5 separate regions of the Mus musculus genome follow, and all the other regions are linked to region 5. Evidence: chromatin contacts called from public HiChIP or PLAC-seq and promoter capture Hi-C data. All regions are on one chromosome and are shown on one strand. Each heading gives the region's core, a stretch centred on a gene start, on an enhancer-like site or on the middle of the called end of the contact. The rest is flanking DNA. Distances are from core to core; before and after follow the strand shown.

Region 1 (3,975 bases), core at 1,036-3,535, 720 kb after region 5:
TATGTGGGCAAGGCTAGCCTTAAACTCACAGATATCCTCCTGCCTCTGCCTCCCGACTGTTGAGATCACATACCTGAGACACAACATGCCCGACCTGACTCCTTTCTTCCTTCCTTCCTTCCTTTCTTTCTTCCTTCCTTCCTTCCTTCCTTCCTTCCTTCCTTCCTTCCTTCCTTCCTTCCTTCCTTCCTTCCTTCCTTCCTTTCTTTCTTTCTTTCTTTCTTTCTTTCTTTCTTTCTTTCTTTCTTTCTTTCTTTCTTTCGACAGGCTCTCATAGCCCAGGTGTTTGACCTCAGATTTGTTCTGTAGCTGAGGCTGGTCTTGAACTTCTGATCCTCCTACTTTTACCTCCTTAAAACATGGATTATTAATGTGCACCAGCACTCTCAGTTTTGTCTGGTGCTGGGGGCTGAAGCCAGGTATTTGGAAAGCACTGTCCTCTGATCCAAACACCCGCTACCTGTGTCTGTTTGCAAAAGATCATCTCAGCTAGGCTGGTCAACTGTCAAGGTTCAGTCTTAGAAGGAGTGGGCAGGGCCCTTCACCTCAATACCTGGACATTCCCGGATTCTGCCCTGAGTACACACCGCCTCTGGATCTTGGGAGGGGCTGCAGTCTATGGGCAAGTGCAGGACGGAGGGAAGAGGGCTTCATGGTACAGCTGTGAAGAAGCCATCATCTATCTATTCTGGGGAAAGACTTCTCAGTGAAGACCTATGCTGTGCAAAGAAACTCAATAAACTCATTGTTTCCCTGGGGAGCAGTGTGTGTGTGTGTCTGTGTGTGTGTGTCTGTGCGTCTCTGTGTGTGCTTGTGTGTCTGTGTCTGTCTGTCTGTGTGTCTGTATGTGTGTCTCTATGTGTGTTTGTGTGTCTGTGTATATCTGTCTGTGTGTGTGTGTGAGACTTTGGGGGAACTGAACTCTGATTTATCATTGGGACTTTTAGAAGGAACAGGGCAAACATTACTGGATGTCCTCTGGTTACTCCTTCCCTGAGAAAATTCTCCAAACCCCAAGGCCCTGGATATTGGAGACCAGCACTCTATTATTGGAGCCACAGCCCCAGGCCCTGCTGCTCTGGCTTGTAGCAGCTTAGGTTATTCTGCCTGCTTTGAGTGTTATAGAAACAAGACTATAAGCTCCACCCTTCGGCTCAGCACTGTTGAAGAGATTCGTCTACATTAAAAGCAACAACACTCCTTCATTCTGATCTCCTGTGGTTTCCCCACTGTGACCACCGATTATATGTTTCTCCCAGTGATGGTCACATCTGGGATTTTAAGGTCCAATGTCTGTCTGTCTGTCTGTCACACACACACACACACATACACACACACACACACACACACACACACACACACACACACCTTGCAAGCAAGCCATGTATCATGACTCAAGTCTGTAATTAGCACTCTGGAAGGCTAAGGCAGGAAGATTGCCCCAAGTGTGGGGCTAGCCTGGGTTATATATCAACTACCTGCCTCAAAAAAAAATCTTTACATGTGCACAGTCGAAACATATCTATTATATGTCTCCTGATGGTTTCATAAACCTGGTTCCTCAGAGCACAATAGCTGAGTGTCATGTATGAACTTATTTACATTTTTGTTATTTTATGTGTATGAGTGTTTTACCTACATGTGTATCTGTGTACCATGTACATACAGTGCCCAAAGGAGGCCAGCGAAGCTGTTGGATCCCCCCCCCCCAGGAGTTACAGACACTTATGAGTTCCCTGTGGCAGCTGGGAGTCAAATCCCTGTCCCCTGCAAGAGCAGCCAGTGCTCTTAACCACTGAGCCACCTCTCCAGCCCTGCATGAATAGTTTACATTGTGATTTTTATCAAATTGCATTTCCCAAGGTCTCAAGAGGGGCCAATCGTTAATATTTGTTTGTCTAGTTTTATAGAAGAAAATCTGACTTTATTATGCCTTTGATGTTAAGTTAAATGCAGATAAGCACGCTGCCTCTGTCTTTGTTGGGGGCTCAGTGCACCCGTGTGCTGTGAACCACCTCTGTGTGCCCTTTGCCCTCTCTCTTACCCTTTGACCTCCTCACGCGCTGACACTCCATCTGTACACAGGTCTCTGGTGTTTTTGCCCCTTAGTGTGTTACTTGTCTTTTAGTCTTGTTTATGGAGCAACCGCAGGTTTAAATATAGTCTGCCCCACCCCCACCCCCGCCCTTGTTTGTGATTTGGAAGCTGTGTGTGGCAAGCCCTGGGTTCCAGCTGGAGGGGGTGGGGCACAGCAACAGCTGGACTCCCAAGACTGGCTCACCAGGGCGGCAGGGGCAGCAGAGAGCCACTGGCTGGCGATGTGCCCGGCTCACTTCCTCCAAGTCTTTCCGGGTCCTTCTGGGGAGCTCGGGGTGCCTACCGGGAAATGTGGGAGCCAGCCAGTATGCCCAGGGCAGAAGAGGAAGTGAGTGTCCCTTAAACTCAAGCTTGTGTGAACATTTTGTGAGCCTCTGTGTCTCTTGTCTCTGTCACACACACACACACACACACACACACACACACACACACACACACACACACACACACGAGTTAAAAATGCAATTATCTACTTGGGCTGCCATAGCAACACCAGCAGAATTCAACACTAGAAATGGATTTCTCACCATTCTGGAGCCTGGGAGTCCCTTGCTGGGTGCTCATGTCTATCACCCTCGCTGTGTGAGTGAAGGAAGAAGGGAACCTTCTCTTATGGTCCCCGCTACCATTTTTATTATTTAATTTTTTAAAAGACATGTGTCCCATATGTATCCCAGGTTGGCCTTGAATTTCATATGGAAGGGAGACCTCATCTCTATGCACCCCACTCCCGGTTATGGCTGTGAATTTGGGGGCAATTCAAGCTTCCAGCTCTTTGCAATTTTCCGGGAACCTAACATTGGACTTATTACCCAGTGTGCGAGCATATGACGCACTTTCCTTATCTGTTTAATGGGGATGGATCTGGAATGAACCTCATGAACTAATATATCAGTACCTATAAAATGCTTAGGACAGCCTCCTGGAAAGCCCTCAGCAGCTCCCTCCGCATCTTGCTTCCTTTTGTCCACGCCCTTGTGCAAGCCCCTTTCACTGAGCTTCAGGCTCGGGCTGTGAGCCCAGTAGAATTCAGTCACAGTGAGAGGATCTGCCTATAGAGACTCGCCACTGAGTCTGACCTGAGTTCTATTCCTGGCCCCACACGGTGGAGGGGGAGAAACTGATTTTTGTGGGTTGTCCTTGGACCTCCACACACTTATGCACATACGTGCAAACTAAATAAGTAAAAATTAATTTAAAATTCAGATAGTATGTAACTTCCAGGCCACCTCACAAAAGGCACTGCCATTGTCACTTGCTTTGAGCCATGGTTTAGGGGTGACCAGGGGATCTGTAGACAGGTACATGAGCTAAGGGCTACAGCTTGTAAACTCTGAAAGTGACTCCCCTAGCTCGGATAAACTGGCCTGTAGTCCAGTCAACGTCTTTACCACAGACTCTTAGAGGCCCTGAGCCAGAAACACCAACTCTTGACTAATGTGATCCACCAAAACTGTGAAAATCAGTGTTCTATTATGGTTTAAAGTTAAATTTGGGGATAACTTGAAAGGCAGCAAAAGACAATCTATAGACGGAGGTTGTAGGGTGAGCAGTGGAAGCTGAGGTGGGCGGACACAAGTGCCAGCCTGGGCTGTGTATAGAGACCTCACCTCAAAAAGAGGTGAAGCCAGCAGGTGTGGCGGCTCACACAGGAAATCTCAGACCTCCAGAGGCTGTGGCAGGAGAATCGGTGTGAATCGAAGATCAGCCTGGGTTATACTGCAAGTTCCTGGTCAGTCGCGCTTACATATTGAGACCGGGTGTAGCTCAATTGGTAGGGTGCTTGCCCAGCATCTGTGAAGCCCTGGGCTCCATCCTCAGAACCACAGTAGGCCAGATGCAATGGTACACACCTATGATCTCAACAGGCAGGAGTGA
Region 2 (4,153 bases), core at 395-2,894, 930 kb after region 5:
AAAAGGCTTTTTGCTGGCTATAGAGAACAAAGAGCTTCTTTCTGGCTGTGTTTTTAGAGATCAGGGAAAACAAGCTTGGGGAACATTTAGGGGCTTTACCTTCCAGGGAGAAACACTTTAAGTTGGGGTCTCACAGAACTGTTGTTGGGAATGCAGTGTGTGTGTGTGTGTGTGTGTGTGTGTGTGTGCGCATGTGTGTAATTATATTCCTATCTGGCATTTTGAGGGATTAAAGATCGGCCAGATTGCCAGCCTGGGAAACAGAGAGATTCTGTCTGGAAGTAAAGAAAGGACTGGGAACTGCTCATGAAGAGCCTTGCATGAGACACTTCATTCAGTCCCCAGAACTGCAGATGAATAAGGAAACAGATAGGACATGTCCCGCCACTTATAATATATTCTAAGGGTTTTCGTGTAATACATATGAAATTCATATATAAAATTTATATAAAACCAGACATACGAAAAGTTACAAGAAATATTCACCCAGGGCTGGAGAGAGGGCTCACTGGTTAAGAGTGTGTCCTGCCCTTCCAGGAGATCTGAGTTTGATTTCCAGCACACATATTGGGTGGCTCACAATCTCCTGTAACTCTAAATAATAATTACAAACTTTCTTTTAGTTCTGCTTTGAACTGACAGAGATCTGCCTGCCTCTGTCTCTCAAGTGTTTGCATTTAAGCCTCCCATGCCTGCTAGACAAGCACTCTAACAAATGAAGTTACAGCCTCATCCCTGGATTCCAATTTTGTTTCTTTTGTTTTTTTTTTTGAAACAGTGTTTCTCTGTCCTGGAACTTGCTCTGTACACCAGGTTTGTTTTGTAACTCACAGAAATCCACCTGCCTCTGCTGGGATTAAAGGCCTGTGGTTCCACCACCCAATTCCTTGATTCGATTTTTTATTTCATGTTTTCAAAGATCTTCCATGTATTGGCTCAGTTACTCTTACATGCCAATTAGTGGCAACCCCTAGTGTCGGGTAACCAACCACTGGGTCAGCCAGGGACAAAAGGGTTTAGAGTGGGGTCTAGAACCTGGCTCCACTGCTCCAGGAGGGGAGGCTCTGGAGTAAAACTGTGCAGTCTGAGACTGGAGAGATGGCTCAGCGGTTAAGAGCACTGGTTGCTCTTGCAGAGGACCCTGATTTGATTCCTAGCTCCTATATGGTGACTCAGAAGAGCCTATACTCTAGCTCCATCCTCGGAATCCTACTCTTCTGTCCTCCATTTACACCTATGCTCATGCGCGCATGCCTACAGACACCCCCCAACATAATTCTTAAAAATTATGCATAAATATATTTACATAAATATATCAACACAATATATTAATATACACTCACTTATAGAGTATATGCATGTATTTTATTTTATCATGTATTCTATAATACTTATATAGTATAGTCACAAATTATATGAGTACATATTATATATGTGGATACATATTACATATTATAATATGTATTCATATATATATTTCTGAAAAAAAGTGCAGTCCTGCCAAACCAAACTTGGTAGTGACCTACACATGCAGAGGGTGCAGAGTCCACACAGGAATGAAGAGCAAAGCAGGAAGAGCTCCCGGGAACCGCCCGGCTTCCTTAGCGCACTGGGCGTGGTTAGGGGCGGGGCTTACGTCATTACGGCCGGGCAGAGCCCTGCCTCCTGCAGTGGCGGGAGATCTGAACGCGGGTTGGCGCTAACGCCGGCTGCAGTGGTGCGCGGTGCGCGGCCGCCATGAGGCATAGAGGGCCCGAGGAGGAGGCGTGTGGTGTGTGGTTGGACGCGGCGGCGCTGAAGAGGCGGAAGATGCAGGTGGGACGCCAATATTGAGGCGATACGCGGGCTTTGGGGGACGCCTGAAGGGAGGGGGTCGGCATAAAGGGAGGACGGGATTCGGGGCGACTGGCAGCGTGAGGCCTTTGAACTGGCGCCTCAGGCGTCCTGTGGCATGCTGGGAAGGGCTCCACGACTGGTCACCTACAGGGTGCGGTCTACCCAGTTTGCCAGAACCAGCAACATGGAAAATGCAGATCAGATCGGGGATCTGGCCCAACATTAAATGAGCATCCCTGGGGTGCTGGAGACTAATTGGGCGTTTAATATGCGTTGGCTGTGTCATTAATCTTTTTTTTTTTCACTAGTGAAAGAGGGTTGAGTAATCCAGGTTCCCCCAGTTCGCTTATTACCAACAAGTGTTAGACAATTGCTTGTTTAGCATCTTATGCTGGCCGTTGTGTTTAGGGTTTTAAGTAATATTACCTTGTTTGGTCCAGCTATATGCTAGTATCAGTCCAATTACCTAGGCAGAACATGATATGTCCCCATAAGTAGTTTCAAGAGAAATGTGACTTTTGGAGTTTAGAAAGATTGCTGTTGATTTGAGACTATTAAAGCAGATTGAATGGAACAGGTGGAGATCTGAGATTTAAATAGTATGATTAGCAGTCTAAAGAGCAGCTGTTAACCATTTTTTGCTGATGAAAAATTGGAGATTCTTGGTTTTTGTTTTGTTTTGAGCCAGGGTTTTTTTTCTGTTATGTAACTGGCTATTCTGGAACTCACTGTGTAGAGCTGGCTGGCCTTGAGCTCAGAGATCCACCTCTTTGCTTCCCTAGTGCTACGATCAGCGTGTGCAACCACACCCGACTGAAAAATTGAGGATTCTTAAAGTCATCTTACAACCGAAGTCATTTTCTTCCCCGGGGACAGCGTTTCTCTGTGTAGTCCTGGCTGTCCCTGAGCTCAGAGAGCCACCTGCTTCTGCTTCCCAAGTGCTGAGATTAAAGGCCACCATTGCCTGGCTGAAGTAATTTTTTGAGGGTAACAAACTTTCACATTTTTTTCCTCTTAACATTTTTGGAGCCGGGCGTGGTGTCGCACGCCTTTAATCCCAGCACTCGGGAGGCAGAGGCAGGCAGATTTCTGAGTTTGAGGTCAGCCTGGTCTACAAAGTGAGTTCCAGGACAGCCAGAGCTATACAGAGAAACCCTGTCTCGAGAACAACAAAAACAAACAAACAAACAAACAAACAAACAAAAAAACCAAACCAAAAAAAAGAACATTTTCGGAATAGGTAATAAATCGATGTGTTCTGAAATGTAAACATATAGTCTGTGAGATATACTCCTGGCTTTGCCTGTAATTAACACACACACACACACACACACACAAATGCATCTTTTTCCTATTTACAAATAGTTGCATGCTATACACTGGCAATTTGTGTATATTTAGGTTTTTTAAATTATTTTAATGATATCATTGTGTGTGTGTGATATGTACAGGAGTACAGGTGCCCACGGAGGTCAGAGGTGTGAGAGACCCTCCCTGAAGCTGGGGTTACAGGTAGTGGTAAGCCACCTGATATGGTGCTGGGAATCGAACTCGGGTCCTCAGGAAGAGTCCTGTGCGCTCTTAACCACTAAGCTGTCTCTCCAGGCTGTCCCCACCTACCCTGTCCCCACGGATGTCTGTGTCGGTGACTTTGGAGGGGGCAGTAGTTGCACGCACTTGTGAGCTGTGTGATACGAGCACTGGTGTAAGACCCCCATGCTGGACCTCCGCTCAAGTCCCGGGATGAGCTGGCCAGCACCCCAGTGACCGAGAGAAAACCACACCCGAGGCAAACCGCAAGAGGTTTTATCATCAGCTAGCTGAGGACGAAGTCCCAACGCTGTGCAGGGCACCGGAGCGGACAGCAGGGGGCTTTTAACAACTAGCTGAGGAGTTGGGAGGAGTTGGGAGGAGTTGGGAGGAGTTCTTCTCTTCCGGGTGTCCTTGGTGAAATTTACAAGGCAGGAGTGGGGAGTGAGTTCTTTCTGAATTTTTATCTCCCGAGTCCTCCGCACAGGAAGGCAGGCATCTCTGGTTGTAAAGTATAGAAACAAAAAGGCTTTTTGCTGGCTATAGAGAACAAAGAGCTTCTTTCTGGCTGTGTTTTTAGAGATCAGGGAAAACAAGCTTGGGGAACATTTAGGGGCTTTACCTTCCAGGGAGAAACGCTCTAAGTCGGGGTCCCACACTGGGAACTGAACTTGGCTCCTCTATATGGGCAGCAAGCTTTCTTAACCACTGAGCCATGGCTCCAGCCTGAAGCTTGGGTTTTTAATTCTTGCCTCGTGAATCGGGTTTTCCTAGAGTTGCCTTCATG
Region 3 (4,312 bases), core at 321-2,820, 610 kb before region 5:
CTCTCTTTTCCCTCCTGTTTTTTCTTCCTTCCTCTTTTCCTCTCTCCTCTTCTGTCTTCTCTTCCCATCTCCTCTAATCTCTGCCTTCTCCTGTCCTATCTCCCTGCCTTCCTCTGCCTCCCCCTCCTCCTCCTCCTCCTCTTCCCTTCCTCCCTCCTCTCAGGTAGAGAATCACTACTCCTCTTTGGCTGTCCTCCAATCCACAGGGCTCAAGCATCCTCTTGAGTAGCTGGGAGTGCAGCTGGTGCGGCTGTTCCTTTTGTATCTGGGCTCCCTATGGCTGGGCTCCCATTGGCCACGATATACATTTATTTGTTAATTGCACACATGGATCAATGGCCAAGGCCAACTTAGAGGATGCTCTATAATGGTGGCAGTGCTATCCAGGCAGGGTAAAGCCACCCTCCCACAGTCCCTGAACCTCCACTACATTTCCTTTCTTCCTCCTACACCCACTTCATATTTTCCTAAGAGAGAAGCACTTTTATTTGGTTTTTTGAGACAGAGTTTCTTTGTGTAGCCTTGGTTGTTTTGGAACTCACTCCATAGACCAGGCTGGCCTCAAACTCAACAAAGATCTGCTTGCCTCAGCCTCCCAAGTGCTGGAGTTAAAGGTGTTTGCCATGGCTCATTGAGAGAAGCATTCCTATCTGCATCCATCACTTGCTGACACCGTGTGTGTCACCATGATCCTCCTGAACTTGTACTTTAGGGCGCTCACACACAGCCCCCTACACCCCTGTCTGTACACAGAAGCACACCTGACTGCATAATGTGTCCGAGCTGTTGATTCTAAACCCAGTCACGCATCGTCATCGCCTATCATCAGTATAGCCCCGGGGACACCCACTTGAATCTTCCATGCCTTAAGCCCTCACCCTCCCACAAACATTTCCAATTCAACCCTAGCTCTCCCTCCCCAGGCAGGGGGATTTCCTGGGTCTCAGTGCACCTTGGTTTTAGAGAGGTAATACTGGTAATAACTCTTGGTTTTAAAGGGAGGGTGGGTATCGGGCTGGGGGAGTATAGGGAGGGCTCTCCTAGAGACACTGTGATTGATTAAGGATTCTCCTCAGCTTCTCTAAAACTTGTGTGTGGCAGTAGCCTGATGGGAGCTGATTGTTGTGAAAAACAGGTACCCAAAGGCAAGGGCCTTATCTCCACCGCCCAGTTCCTAAAGATGAGGCGGCAGGGTATAAGTGACAGGCAAAAGATCCCTGGCAAATGTAGTGACAGTAGTGTAAAGGCTACAGGCTATGTGAACTTGGGCCAAGTTATCCTGACCTGGCTCTGTGTTTTCCTACCTAGGAGATGAGTGGGGAGTGGGAGCCTTTGGGATGGCCAACCCCCCACCCCCTTGGTATCCCACTCTAGTAACTAAAGGGACAGGTCCCTTTGGCCGGAACCTTTGGGAAGGAGCTGGGGCGCAGGGACAGCGCTGGGAGAGCCCATCCACAGCGGGAAGTGGGAGCCAGCGGACTTTGGATCTGGGGGCCCCTCCTGGCTTTGGGCAGCAGTCTAGGGGCTGAGGCGTGACTTCGACTTCTCTGGCTGCCGCCTCCTCCTCCGCAGTCACCAAAATAAGAGAAGTCCGAGACGGCTTCCTCCTCCCTCCCCAGAGTAGGTAGTAGGGGCAGAGGCGGGTAGCACCTCACTTTACCCCCCACATCGCCTCTCCTGGTTGCTGGAAGTTAGGGTTGGCTCGCCCCAGATCGAGTCACCCGCAGCTGGCTCCCTTGAGACCAGGTAGGCGGCCAAACCCGGTGGGGGCTGGTAGGGCAAATGTTGCCCCGCCCCTAACCGTCCTCACCTTGGAGGGAAGATTTGGGGGTAAACCTGAACTTTGAGAGCTGAGCAAGTTGAAAGCGGGAGATGGGGGTGGGGATCCCATTCAGAAAGGAAATGAAGAAGGAAAACTAAGGAAAGCTGGAAAAGGCTGATAAAAACCTAGGAGAAGGCCGAGGCAGTACGGCGAAGGCAGACCAAAAATTCCCCCTAAAAGTCTAAATGGGGAAAGAGAGGGAAACTGTGTTGTAAATTTGATAAAATTTGGGGAGAGGGCTGAAAGTACAGGAAGGCACTGTGGGATCCCCCAAAAGCGTCTAGGGAGAGCCCTGAGAGGCTTTCAGGAGGAGAAAAAGGAAAGAAGCTGAGGGGGTATGAGAGAGGGGTAGTAGGTGGGGAAACTGGAAAGGGGGAGGGGATACTGAGGAAATCGGTCGCGAGTTCCCGAGAAGGGGGTCTAGGAGAGTGACTTCTGCAGAACTCGGAGTCCAGAGTGCAGTTCTGGGGTCTCAGAGGCCGGCTATCTGGATTCCTCAGAGGGAAGCGGGGAGTCTGCAAACTCCCCCCAGACCCTCTAGCTACATCAGTGGGGCAGCGGGTTCCAGACACCCTGGGGATTCCTTCCAGCAGCTGGAGGCGTGGATCTGGGTTTCCTGGGGAAGACCTCACCCTGGGGCATCAGACCTCCCTGGGTGCTTTTCCCTATCCGCAGTGGCGGTCAAGGTTTGCGTCCCTGTCGGGATCCGGGAATTGCTGGCAGCCCCGACGGAAATCCTGCTTTTGACCGCCAATGCCCGCAGGGGCTGTTTCCATGGCAACACAGGGCAGTGAGGCCAGTTGGCTTTGGGCCGCTGCAGGCTCAAGGCTGGCAGCCAACTTTGGTCCCTGCCTTCGTCCCCATTTTTGGTCCTTGATCCGGGTGTGTTGCACCACAGAGGGAGTGAGAGGGTGCCGCTTGGTGTTCAGGGGTCTCCTGCCTCAGAGACATGTTCTCTTAGCAAGAATGGGCCTTTAATTGCTATGCAGACCTCAAGGAGAGCTAGCTTTCTCTGGACTTTTGCTTTTCTCATTGGAACTTTGGGGAAGAAACTAGCCCTCCCCATACCAAAGCTGTGCCTAGTGGCTCATGCCTATAATAATCCTTGCATCCAGCAAACAGAGGTAGGGAGGTTGTCACGAGTTCAAGACCACCTTGAGCGATATAAGCAGAAAGACAGGTGGGGTGGGGGAAACAGAAATAGAATGGGAAGGGGTGGGGCGGGGAGGAGAGGGGAGAATGGAGGAGAAGGCAGATGAAGTTCTATCAGATCCAGGCCAGCTGGCTCTACACAGTTCTTTGCCTTCTCAAAGCATGGAGGACCAGAAAGCTTCGCTGACAGGGCCTCTGAGAACCAGCACACAGTTGGCATCTACTAAATGTCACGTTTACTAGGGCCCATTCCAAGAAGGTTAGCAGGGTTCGCATCTGTACCCCACTCTCCAGGTGGCCACCCTACAAGCAAGCCTTTTGTAGTCTAGAATTGGATGCAATGAGCATCCTTCCATTTGTAGTGGGAAGGTGGAGGGGGTAGCCAAGCTGTGTGGACCCAAGAGAGGGGGAGGTGGAGGGGGGCTCCTGCCTATATCAGCTCCTGCTCCCCAGCAGGCTTGAAGCTGTGAGTGAGATTGTGTGAGGGTGCTCCCCAGTGTGCTGTGGGCTTGAAGTGAATGTGTTCACGCCTGGGTGCTTGCTTTTGTGTGGTTATTGGGGGTGGGGGGTGGGGGCTGCTCGGAAGCTACCTAAGGTTGAAGTGACAAGGGACGTAACCAGCCCTGACAGGCTGGGTAAGGGACAGGGAAGACAGAGATGAGGAAGGAAGAGCCAAGTCTCTTCCACACAGCACATTGGGTCAGCCGATGGTAAGGAAAGCAGACTGCCCCATCCCACTCCCTCAAGACTAAGGGATGAGATTAAAGGCTTGGGCCACCACAGACAGCAGGGGTCTCTCTCTCTCTCTCTCTCTCTCTCTCTCTCTCTCTCTTCCTGGATATTCGAGGCAGGGTTTCTCTGTGTAACCTTGGCTACCCTGGAACTCTGTAGACCAGGTTGATCTCAAAACTCACAGAGATCCGCCTGCCTCTGCCTCTTGAGTGTTGGGATTAAAGGCATGCACCACCATCACCATCATGAGGCTCTGTCTTTTTAAGACCGGGTCTCACTGTGTAACTCCGGTTAGCCTGGGACTCATTGTACAGACCAGGATGGTCTCAAACTCACAAAGATCCACCTACCTCTGTCTCCCAAGTGCTGGGATTTAAGGTTCAGACTGCTGTGTCAGGCCAGATAGACCCAGTTTTACCCACCACAAATGGGGGAAACTCAGCTGACACCTTAAGGACCGTGTCGGGGGAAGAGCTAGGATAGTACAAAGATGGTGTCAGGACTGGACCAGCTGTGACTCTCAAAAAAGGATGGTGTAAAATGAGAGGAAGTTAGTGAGCCATGAGAGCCTCTGTGAGGGAGAAGGAGGTATCAGTGCTCAGTGAA
Region 4 (4,257 bases), core at 66-2,565, 950 kb before region 5:
CTGTGGTTCATACCAACACAGGTGGAAAATGGTCCGATTCTGCAAAGACTTTGAAGACAGCATCTACTGATTGTGCTAAGTAGGTGTGATGTGTGAGAAAGAGCAGTTAAGATGCTCGCTCCCCAAAAAGTAGTTGCTTAGAAAATTGTTGAAATAGAAGCAGTTAATAAAAATCTTTTATTTTTATTTGTATTGAAAAGCTAGGTTTTTGTTTTTTAAACTTTGTGGGTTAATCTAATATTTGTAATTCTGGGTCTTTTTTTCTTTTTTTTAAAGATTTATTTATTTATTATATGTAAGTACACTGTAGCTGTCTTCAGACACTCCAGAAGAGGGAGTCAGATCTCATTACGGGTGGTTGTGAGCCACCATGTGGTTGCTGGGATTTGAACTTTGGACCTTCGGAAAAGCGGTCCGGTGCTCTTACCCACTGAGCCATCTCACCAGCCTGGGTCTTTTTTTCTTGAGGGTCTTTCCCTTCAAACATGAATGGAATTGAATACACTGACAACTATACAAAGCCTGTCTTCAACTCCATTCCTCGTCCACACTTGAGTTGTATTTTAGAATTAATGAAGCATTAAAAAATGTTTCTGAGCTAAGAAGGTGGATCTCTTGATTTCGAGCCCAGTCTGATCTTTAGAGGGAATTCTAGGCCAAGGTCCATAGAGAAAAACTTTTCTTGGAAAAACAACAACAAAAAACCACCCCCACACACACCAAAACAAAAACAAAAACAAAAACAACAAAATGTTCCTGAAAACAATTTGCACAAAATGAAGGCAGCTGCAAGTGTAATATAATACTAGGTATAAACTAAATTTTCGGATAGAAATGTTCACTTTGAGTTAGCCTTTCAAGTGTCTTCAAAAGTTCCCATCCATTTTTCCTCTCCTAGTCTTTCTAACTCGACCAATTGCAGTCAACATTTTTCAACTTCGTCGTCCCTTTACGGTAGGAATCACACACATTTTTTTTTTTTAGAACTTACTTTCAAAGATGAGAGCGGTGGCTGGGCATGGAGGCACAAGCCCTAGGCTGAAGGAGGAGGGTCCCCAGTTCGAGATCAGCCTGATCTGACTTTGTTTTGGGGAGGGCGGGAGTACTTTTCACGAAGGCGGCGGCAATTTAGCAGCACCAGCATCCTCGGAAAGTCATCTCGTGCGTAAGATCCAGGGAGTCAATCACGCAACTGGGTCTGCGAGGTGGGCGGGACCTAAGCCTTGCCCCGCCCCGAGACGATTGACTGGTCCTCTGGGTTCTGTCGGAACGGGGTGTGGATTGTTAGGCGGTCCCGCATCTACTTCCGGTGGCTAGGGATGCGCATCCGGGTCACGCTAACGCCGCGGTTTCCGCCACTCTGTTGGTTCCAGAGTGGGTCCGTAATCGTCCCATGTCGTGCTGGGCAGTGTCTGCAGCCGTCTGGTGAGTCCCCGCCGCCGCCAGGGTGTGAGCGCGGTGGCTCGGGTGCAGCGTTCGGGGTCCCGGCTGAAGAGGTCCTCCTTGGTCGTGCTGGGTAGGGGGTCCCGTCACCGTCCCCCTCGTCCCTGCCTGCCGGTCTGCCCTCGAGCTTTTCCCGGGCGTCGCTCTGGCCTCGCCCCTTCTCGCCTAGGCGCCGGGTCTCTGCCTCCCCCTTCTCTCAGCACTTCTTCCCGATCCACTGTTTTTCCACCCGGAGCGTTGGGGTTCGGCTCTGTCCCCCAGCCCTCCTCGCCTGTGACCCTTCCCCCCTCCAGGGACTGGTAGATGACAAGAGTGTTGCGCCTGCCCTTTCAGAGCGAGAGGGCTTCCTCCGAGTCCAGATCCTGGCCGACTGCTCCAGCTTGGAGGCGCGAGGTTAGACTTGAGGTCGCTTCCCCAGTTAGAGAACAACAAAGGCGTCCCCAGGTCCTCGCACTGCCTCAGTTTGCTGGGCTCTCTGGGCAGCAGCGAACAGGTGGCGGACTCGCTGGCGGGCTTGTGAGATCTCCTGAATTGACAGGTCTTCGTCCTGTCTGTTTTGAGTCCTCTGTCCCACGAGAATGGATGTGCACAGCTGAGGCAAAAGTGCGGATGTTCTTCACTCTGCATGGATTTAAAGTTAGAGGACTCCGGGTTTCTAAACTTTTAAACGACTGTGATGTGGTGTGGTGTTGCTGTTTTCTGCCAAGATTCACCAATGTAATATCATTTTCCTTATAAGCCAGACATTGTTTCTTAGAACGTTCTTTTTAACTTCTTTTTCTCTAGTGTTGCTACCATGGTTTAGAAATCATGATCTTAGCATTTTAAAATTTAAGACATCTTATCTTACATTTTCTGGAGGTTTAAAATCATCTATAATGTGAAAAGGGTTAGACTTTATAATGGTTAATGTCCTGTTTCTCAAATTTTGTGATCTAAGGTATATCTAGAGGTACAAATTTGGATAATTCTTTTTTTTTCCTCCCTTCCGGTTTTTGGGGTGTTTGTAGCATATCATTGCAACCATCATTTTCTTTTCGTCATTTTGTGCGTGATCAGTCTAAAATTCAGTATTAATAATTAAATATGTACAGAACAAATAACCGCGTTTATTATTGGTTCCTCTTGGCACAGTTCTCCCTCATATACACATAAGAGAATAGAACATAGACTGCCATATTCCAAAATTGGGCCACTCCCTTCACCTATTTTTAGCAAAGGACTTTGGAGCTTGGCCATGTTAGTCCTAGATGCCACAGAGAAAGACCCTTCTGGTTGGCTTTCAGGATTAACCTGGCCAGGGAAGCCCCTATGAACATTTATCTGTCCTCCCCTGCACCTACACAAACTGGGAAGAGGAGCCTTTGTTCAGCCTGACCTCCTCATTTCCCAGCAACAACCCCAGTAATCGTAGCTGCTCCGTTGACTTCTTTACCTCGAGGTTTGACGAATATTTCTTTTTTTACATATATAGTTGGTGCACAACTTTTTTTCATTTCTGAACTTTATGTTCCTTTCCACCCCTCCACTACCGTCTTCCTCTCCTTCCCTCTGTTTTTGTGGTGTGTTTTGACCCTAGGCTGTTACCTGGAACTTTTGGGATTTGCTATGTAGTTTGGAGATGGCATTGAACTCGTGATCCTCTGGCCTTCTAGACTCTGGGATTACAGGTCTGTTCCACTGTGTTTGATAGTTTTGGGGTGGGCAGGGTTGGGTTTTTTGTTTTGTTTTGTTTCTTTATATACCTCTGACTGTCTGACTGTCCTAGACTCACTTTGTAGACCAGGCTTGCTTCAAATTTACAGAGATCCGCCTGCCATTGCTTCTGCAGTGCTGGGATTAAAGACACACACTACCATGCCTGGCCTACTCGATTGCATTTTAAGCATATTTTCAGTCTGAACCTGGTGAGGTTTTTATAGCCTATAACCAAAGGGAATTTAGAGTTTAAATATACTCCTTCATTGATAATCCAGCTTTAAGAATTAATGATGGGCCAGTTGCAGTGGTACACACCTTTACTCCCAGCACTTCGGAGGCATAGGCAGGTGGGTATCTGGGAGTCCCAGAACAACCTGATCTGCAAAGTGAGTCCAGGACAGCCAGGTCTCTGTTACACAGAGACATCCGGTCTCAAAAAACAAACAAAAAAGATGATGTTTTTCTTCTTTTTTTTTTTTTTTAAAGATTTATTTATTTATTATATGTAAGTACATTCACTCCAGAAGAGGGAGTCAGATCTTGTTACGGATGGTTGTGAGCCACCATGTGGTTGCTGGGATTTGAACTCTGGACCTTCGGAAGAGCAGTCGGGTGCTCTAACCCACTGAGCCATCTCAGCCCGTTTTTCTTCTTTTTTTTAAAAAAAAATTTCTTCTTGGACTGGAGAGATGGCTCAGCAGTTAAGAGCACTGACAGCTCTTCCATATATGTTCTGAGTTCAATTCCCAGCAACCACATGGTAGCTCACAGCCATCTGTAATGGGATCAGATGCCTTGTTTTGGTGTGTCTGAAGACAGTGGTAATGTGTTCATATACATAAAAATAAATAAATCTTTAAAAAATGTTTTTCTTCTTTTTAATATGACTGCCTGGTACCCTCAGAGGCCAAAAGAATGTGCTAAGATTCCCTGGAACTGGAGTTACAGATGGTTGTGAACTACTATGTGAATGCTGGGACTCAAACCTTGGACCTCTGGAAGATCAGCCAGTGCTCTTAAACCACTGAACCATCTCTCCAGCCCACTAAGATCATTTCTTAAAAAAAGAAGCTCTGCACTTGCATTCAGAGCGATGGGTTCTAGTTCTCTGAA
Region 5 (4,448 bases), core at 1,400-3,899:
TTTAAGACATTGTGTAGCATTGGCTTCCAAGAACTTGCTATGTAGAGCAGACGACCTCAAAGTCACCAACATCCATCCTCCTCCTCCTGCCTCCCGAATGCCAGTGTTTAAGATTTATGCCGTGATTCCTTGCCATTTTTCTAGATAAGGACTTTTTTTTTAATGTTTTTTGTTTGTTTGAGTCAGGTCTTACTATGTAGCTCTGGCTGTCCTGGAACTCACTCTGTAAACCAGACTGGCCTTGAACTTAGAAATTCACCTGTCTCTCCCCCTCAAGTGCTGGGATTTAAAGGTGTGCGCCACCACCATGTCCAGCTGAGACTGATTATTTTTGTCTTAGACAAATATGTGTTTTACCTGCATGTAAGTATACCATGTGCTGGTGCCCTTGGAGTGCAGAAGAGGGCATCAGATCCCCTGGAACTGGTGTTACAGACAGTTGTGAGCTGCCATGGGCATGCTGGGAAGTGAACCCAGGTCCTGTAGAGGATCAGTACACTGACTGCTGGACCATCTCTCTGGTTCCCAGTAACCTGGCTTCTGGTTTTATCTCTGCCATTCTTTGATGTCTGCACCCTGCCTCATCTGGAAGAAGAGAGCCAAGGTTCCTGTTCCTGTTGGGCTCCCAAGCTCGTAAAACATTTTACAGGACATTGTGAACATGAGTCAGAGATCTTGTGAGGGGACCCCAGCATCTCATCCTCCCGGGGACAGGGACTCTTTTACAGAATGGGTTGTGTTCCTGCAGATGGAGGAGACAAGGATGCCCGTGACTCTGTCCAAATGCGCCTGGAACGGAGACTCCGTGAGGGTCAGGAAGATGGCTCTGTGCTAGGTGGCCAAGTCGGCACCTTTGAGCGCCACACCAAGGTAAGTGAGTGTGGTTAACCACAATGCCATTCCCTCTTCCTCCATTCCTCCTGCTCCAAGGAGCATGCCCACTCTCCCTTCTTCTTTCCTTCCCTTCCCTTCATTCCTTTTTTTTTTTTTCCGGTTTTTCGAGACAGGGTTTCTCTGTGTAGCCCTGGCTGTCCTGGAAGTCACTTTGTAGACTAGGCTGGCCTTGAACTCAGAAATCCGCCTGCCTTTGCCTCCCAACCATTCCCTCTTCTTCTTACATCCTTTGAGGCAGGGTCTCATATGTAGCCCAGCCTGACCTCGAACTTAAATCTCTGCTCCATCTCCCAAGTGATGGAGCCTGCACCCCTGCCACACTTGAGCCACTTCTTTCTCTGGACTCTCGCTTCTTCCTTTGCAGGGCATCGGCCGGAAGGTGATGGAGCGCCAGGGCTGGGCTGAAGGCCAGGGCCTGGGCAGCAGGTGCTCCGGGGTGCCTGAGGCCCTGGATGGAGATGGCCAGCATCCTAGATGCAAGCGCGGCTTGGGGTGAGTGCACCTGAGGGGCTCCCTAGGCCATTGTCCAGCTGTGCTGCTGTCTGCTTTCCCTCTTGCCATTGTTTTGAGGTGGGTGTGGGCCCCTCTAAATGAACAGCTTCACAGCAGGTGTAGAAATAGATGACACTGTCCTTATTTTCATTTTAAACCCAATCCTACAACTTAAAGGATCACGGGGCCCTCAGGGAAGTCATTTCCTCAAGTCTGGGTTTTGGCTTCATAAGGGAGTCTGTTGTGGAAATGAAAATTCCCAGGTCCCTGATAGTTGACACTCCTCTCCAGAGGCTGGAGAGCAGAATTTGGAGACAATGCTTTGTCTTTGGTGCTGGAGGTGTGGCTCAGGAGTGAGTGTGTCCTTGCCCCGGGTTCTTGTGCTATGAGCATGAGACCGCTCTGATAGAACAAACCAGATATGTAGTAATTACTTCCTGTCTCTTGCTAACCTCTTTACTGGGCTTTGAAGAGAGCAGCCTTCTCACCAAGAGCTCTGTTTTATCCAGATACCATGGAGAGAAGTTACAGCCATTTAGGCAACTGAAGAGGCCCCGTCGAACTGGCTTGGGGCTCATTTCCACCATCTATGATGAGCCTCTGCCCCAAGACCAGGGGGAGACCTTGCTCCGGCGCCAGCCACCCACCAGCATGAAGTTTCGGACAGATATGACTTTTGTGAAGGGTTCTAGCTGTGCCTTGGACAGACCTGAGCCCGAGTGAGCCTATGTCCTTGGTCAGGATCACTCTGCGGCAGGGACTTAGCCCTCTGCCTGGATCTTGCCCTGTGGACCTGAGAAGCAGCCCAGAGCCTGGGAGCAGCCCTGAGCATGCCCAGTTTCTCTACCTCAAAGATGATATCACCAAAAGCCCCTCCGTCTCCTGGGGTGTTTGTGCCTAAAGGCCTTCCCTTGGTCTCCAGGCCCTAGTGCTTGTTTGGGTTTGCCCAGAACAGTGAAGATCTGGACTGCCTGTGGCACCGTCCAGTCGGGTTTGAGGGTTGTCTGAAGAGCTCCGTGAAGCTGGGAAAGGGGACCAGAGAATTGATCCAGAGAGCGTCGCGGTCCCTTACCACGTCTACCCTCTGCCTAGAGACGGATCGGTGCGAGAATAAACCAGTTTACCCGGCATGGAGATCTGCCTTAGTGAAGCCTGGGGAAATCTTAAAACCGGAGGTGTGCGGTTGCGTGACCACAGCCTATGCCGTGGCCGTGTGGGTGGGACTTCCTCTCCAGACAAGTTCCGGCGGAATCCGGAAGTCGGAACTTTTCCCTTCCTTGCCGGGTAGTTTGTTCGTTTTTCTGCTTGAGTTTACTTGGTGAGGCGCCCGTGGGCTGCCAGCTCCACCCATGGCGGGGGCCGCCCCGACTACGGCCTTCGGGCAGGCAGTGATCGGGCCCCCGGGCTCGGGGAAGACCACGTACTGCCTGGGCATGAGTGAGTTCCTGCGCGCTCTGGGGCGGCGCGTGGCGGTGGTGAACCTGGACCCCGCTAACGACGGACTGCCTTACGAGTGTGCGGTGGACGTGGGCGAGCTGGTGGGGCTGGGCGACGTGATGGACGCGCTGCGCCTGGGGCCCAACGGTGGCCTGCTCTACTGCATGGAGTACCTGGAAGCCAACCTGGACTGGCTGCGCGCCAAGCTGGAGCCCCTGCGAGGCCACTACTTTCTCTTCGACTGCCCCGGCCAGGTGGAGCTCTGCACGCACCACACCGCCCTACGCAGCATCTTCTCCCAAATGGCCCAGTGGGACCTCAGGGTGTGTCTCGGGTCGGGCAGAAGGAATCCCTGAGACCGGGAGGCGGATAGGTGCCACGCCCCCAAGTTACATTGGGAGATAGCGGCTGAGTTAAGTTTGAAGCAGAACTAAAGCCTCTGAGATAGAATTTTAGCTCGGCCCCAACTCATTTCATGGTCTTGGAAAGTCCTTTCACTCAGTTTTGTCATCTCTAAAATGAATGTGACAGTTCCCAATTTTAAAAACAGTGGAAGTGACTACACAGAAAGTGGCTTAGTGATTGGTTAGTTGGTGTTCAGAAGTGTGATGAAAGAGTAGAGAGGTAGGTGCAGTGTGATTTGAACCCTTTGTCCACTGCAGGAACTGTGCAAGAGACCTTGGAAGAGGTGTTGGAGATTAGCTCAGTGGTAGAGAACTTGTCTAACAAGCAGAGGCCACAGTCCCTGGGTTTGGTCCCCAGAATAGTAGGAAGGACAAAATGGTAAAATTGCCCCCTATCTTCTTGGAGGAGGACATGATGTTATTAAATTTAAATTAAGTTGCCTGGCGGTGGTGGTGCACGCCTTTAATCCCAGCATTTGGGAGGCAGAGGCAGGCTGATTTCTGAGTTCGAGGCCAGCCTGGTCTACAGAGTGAGTTCTAGGACAGCCAGGACTACACGGAGAAACCCTGTCTTGGAAAAAAAAAATTAAGAACAAGAGGCAGGAAAATATCTCAGGCCTGTAACCCCAGCAATGTGGTGTGGAGGCAGAAAGAGTTCTGGGCCATCAAGCCCTGTCTCAAGCAGGCACATGAACAGGAAATAGAACAGTACTAAGGAAGGAATAGAACAGTACTAAGGAAGGAATAAAACAGTACTAAGGAAGGAATAGAACAGTACTAAGGAAGGAATAGAACAGTACTAAGGAAGGAATAGAACAGTACTAAGGAAGGAATAGAACAGTACTAAGGAAGGGTACACTGGATCCGTGGGCTGCCAGGCTCTCGAGGGAGATGTGGGCTCAGAAGTGTCCTCCCTCACCAGGTCAGTCTTCCTCTCACCCTGTACCTTCTGCTCACAGCTGACTGCTGTCCACCTTGTGGATTCTCACTACTGCACAGACCCAGCCAAGTTCATCTCCGTCCTGTGTACCTCCCTGGCCACCATGCTGCACGTGGAATTGCCCCACATCAACCTCCTCTCCAAGATGGACCTTATTGAACACTATGGGAAGCTGGGTAAGAGACTGCCTGCAGCGCGAAGGGAGCTACCTCGCTGCCTTCCTGACTTTTGGCCATTATTTTGTGCGCTGTGCTAGATGCCACAGTTGATTTAGAGATGAG

What was found. Promoter capture Hi-C pulls out the DNA fragments that hold promoters and counts their contacts. HiChIP or PLAC-seq counts read pairs in DNA pulled down with a chosen protein or histone mark.
Region 1: a contact with region 5 is called in a promoter capture Hi-C map of hippocampal neurons, with 2.7 times the contacts expected there. The contact joins the enhancer-like site here to the promoter of Gpn2 in region 5. A contact is called at or near these places in 2 of 39 promoter capture datasets (hippocampal neurons and pre-B cells), 1 of 484 Hi-C or Micro-C datasets (palatal mesenchyme) and 2 of 115 datasets of contacts at active chromatin or transcription factors (intestinal crypt epithelium and microglia).
Region 2: a contact with region 5 is called in an H3K4me3 HiChIP or PLAC-seq map of bone marrow-derived macrophages, with 3 times the contacts expected there. The contact joins the promoter of Aunip here to the promoter of Gpn2 in region 5.
Region 3: an H3K4me3 HiChIP or PLAC-seq map of embryonic stem cells shows a contact between it and region 5, with 5 times the contacts expected there. The contact joins the promoter of Fgr here to the promoter of Gpn2 in region 5. A contact is called at or near these places in 2 of 115 datasets of contacts at active chromatin or transcription factors (embryonic stem cells and microglia) and 2 of 9 other capture datasets (embryonic stem cells and pancreatic islet).
Region 4: a contact with region 5 is called in an H3K4me3 HiChIP or PLAC-seq map of bone marrow-derived macrophages, with 4 times the contacts expected there. The contact joins the promoter of Eya3 here to the promoter of Gpn2 in region 5. A contact is called at or near these places in 1 of 39 promoter capture datasets (pre-B cells) and 1 of 115 datasets of contacts at active chromatin or transcription factors (bone marrow-derived macrophages).

The regions. Positions count from the first base shown.
Region 1 is chr4:134,305,401-134,309,375 of GRCm38.p6, forward strand. No RefSeq gene overlaps it. Among named protein-coding and RNA genes, the nearest start is that of Trim63, 7.7 kb to the right of the region's middle. Within about 2 kb of position 2,286, at least 54 of the 459 cell types and tissues checked have an H3K27ac peak or open chromatin away from gene starts, as enhancers often do. A contact at or near this core is called in hippocampal neurons, where this site is marked.
Region 2 is chr4:134,509,355-134,513,507 of GRCm38.p6, forward strand. Aunip (aurora kinase A and ninein interacting protein) reads left to right here and starts at 1,645. Exons shown (of 3, transcript NM_001081099.1): 1 at 1,645-1,815. The coding sequence starts at 1,738. Paqr7 (progestin and adipoQ receptor family member VII) reads left to right here. Exons shown (of 2, transcript NM_027995.3): 2 at 1-883.
Region 3 is chr4:132,972,525-132,976,836 of GRCm38.p6, forward strand. Fgr (FGR proto-oncogene, Src family tyrosine kinase) reads left to right here and starts at 1,571. Exons shown (of 13, transcript NM_010208.4): 1 at 1,571-1,746.
Region 4 is chr4:132,637,731-132,641,987 of GRCm38.p6, forward strand. Eya3 (EYA transcriptional coactivator and phosphatase 3) reads left to right here and starts at 1,316. Exons shown (of 17, transcript NM_210071.2): 1 at 1,316-1,425.
Region 5 is chr4:133,581,724-133,586,171 of GRCm38.p6, forward strand. Gpn2 (GPN-loop GTPase 2) reads left to right here and starts at 2,650. Exons shown (of 5, transcript NM_133884.2): 1 at 2,650-3,146; 2 at 4,187-4,343. The coding sequence starts at 2,736. It overlaps Gpatch3 (G patch domain containing 3), which reads left to right. Exons shown (of 7, transcript NM_172876.2): 5 at 749-870; 6 at 1,259-1,386; 7 at 1,896-2,519. The coding sequence ends at 2,109.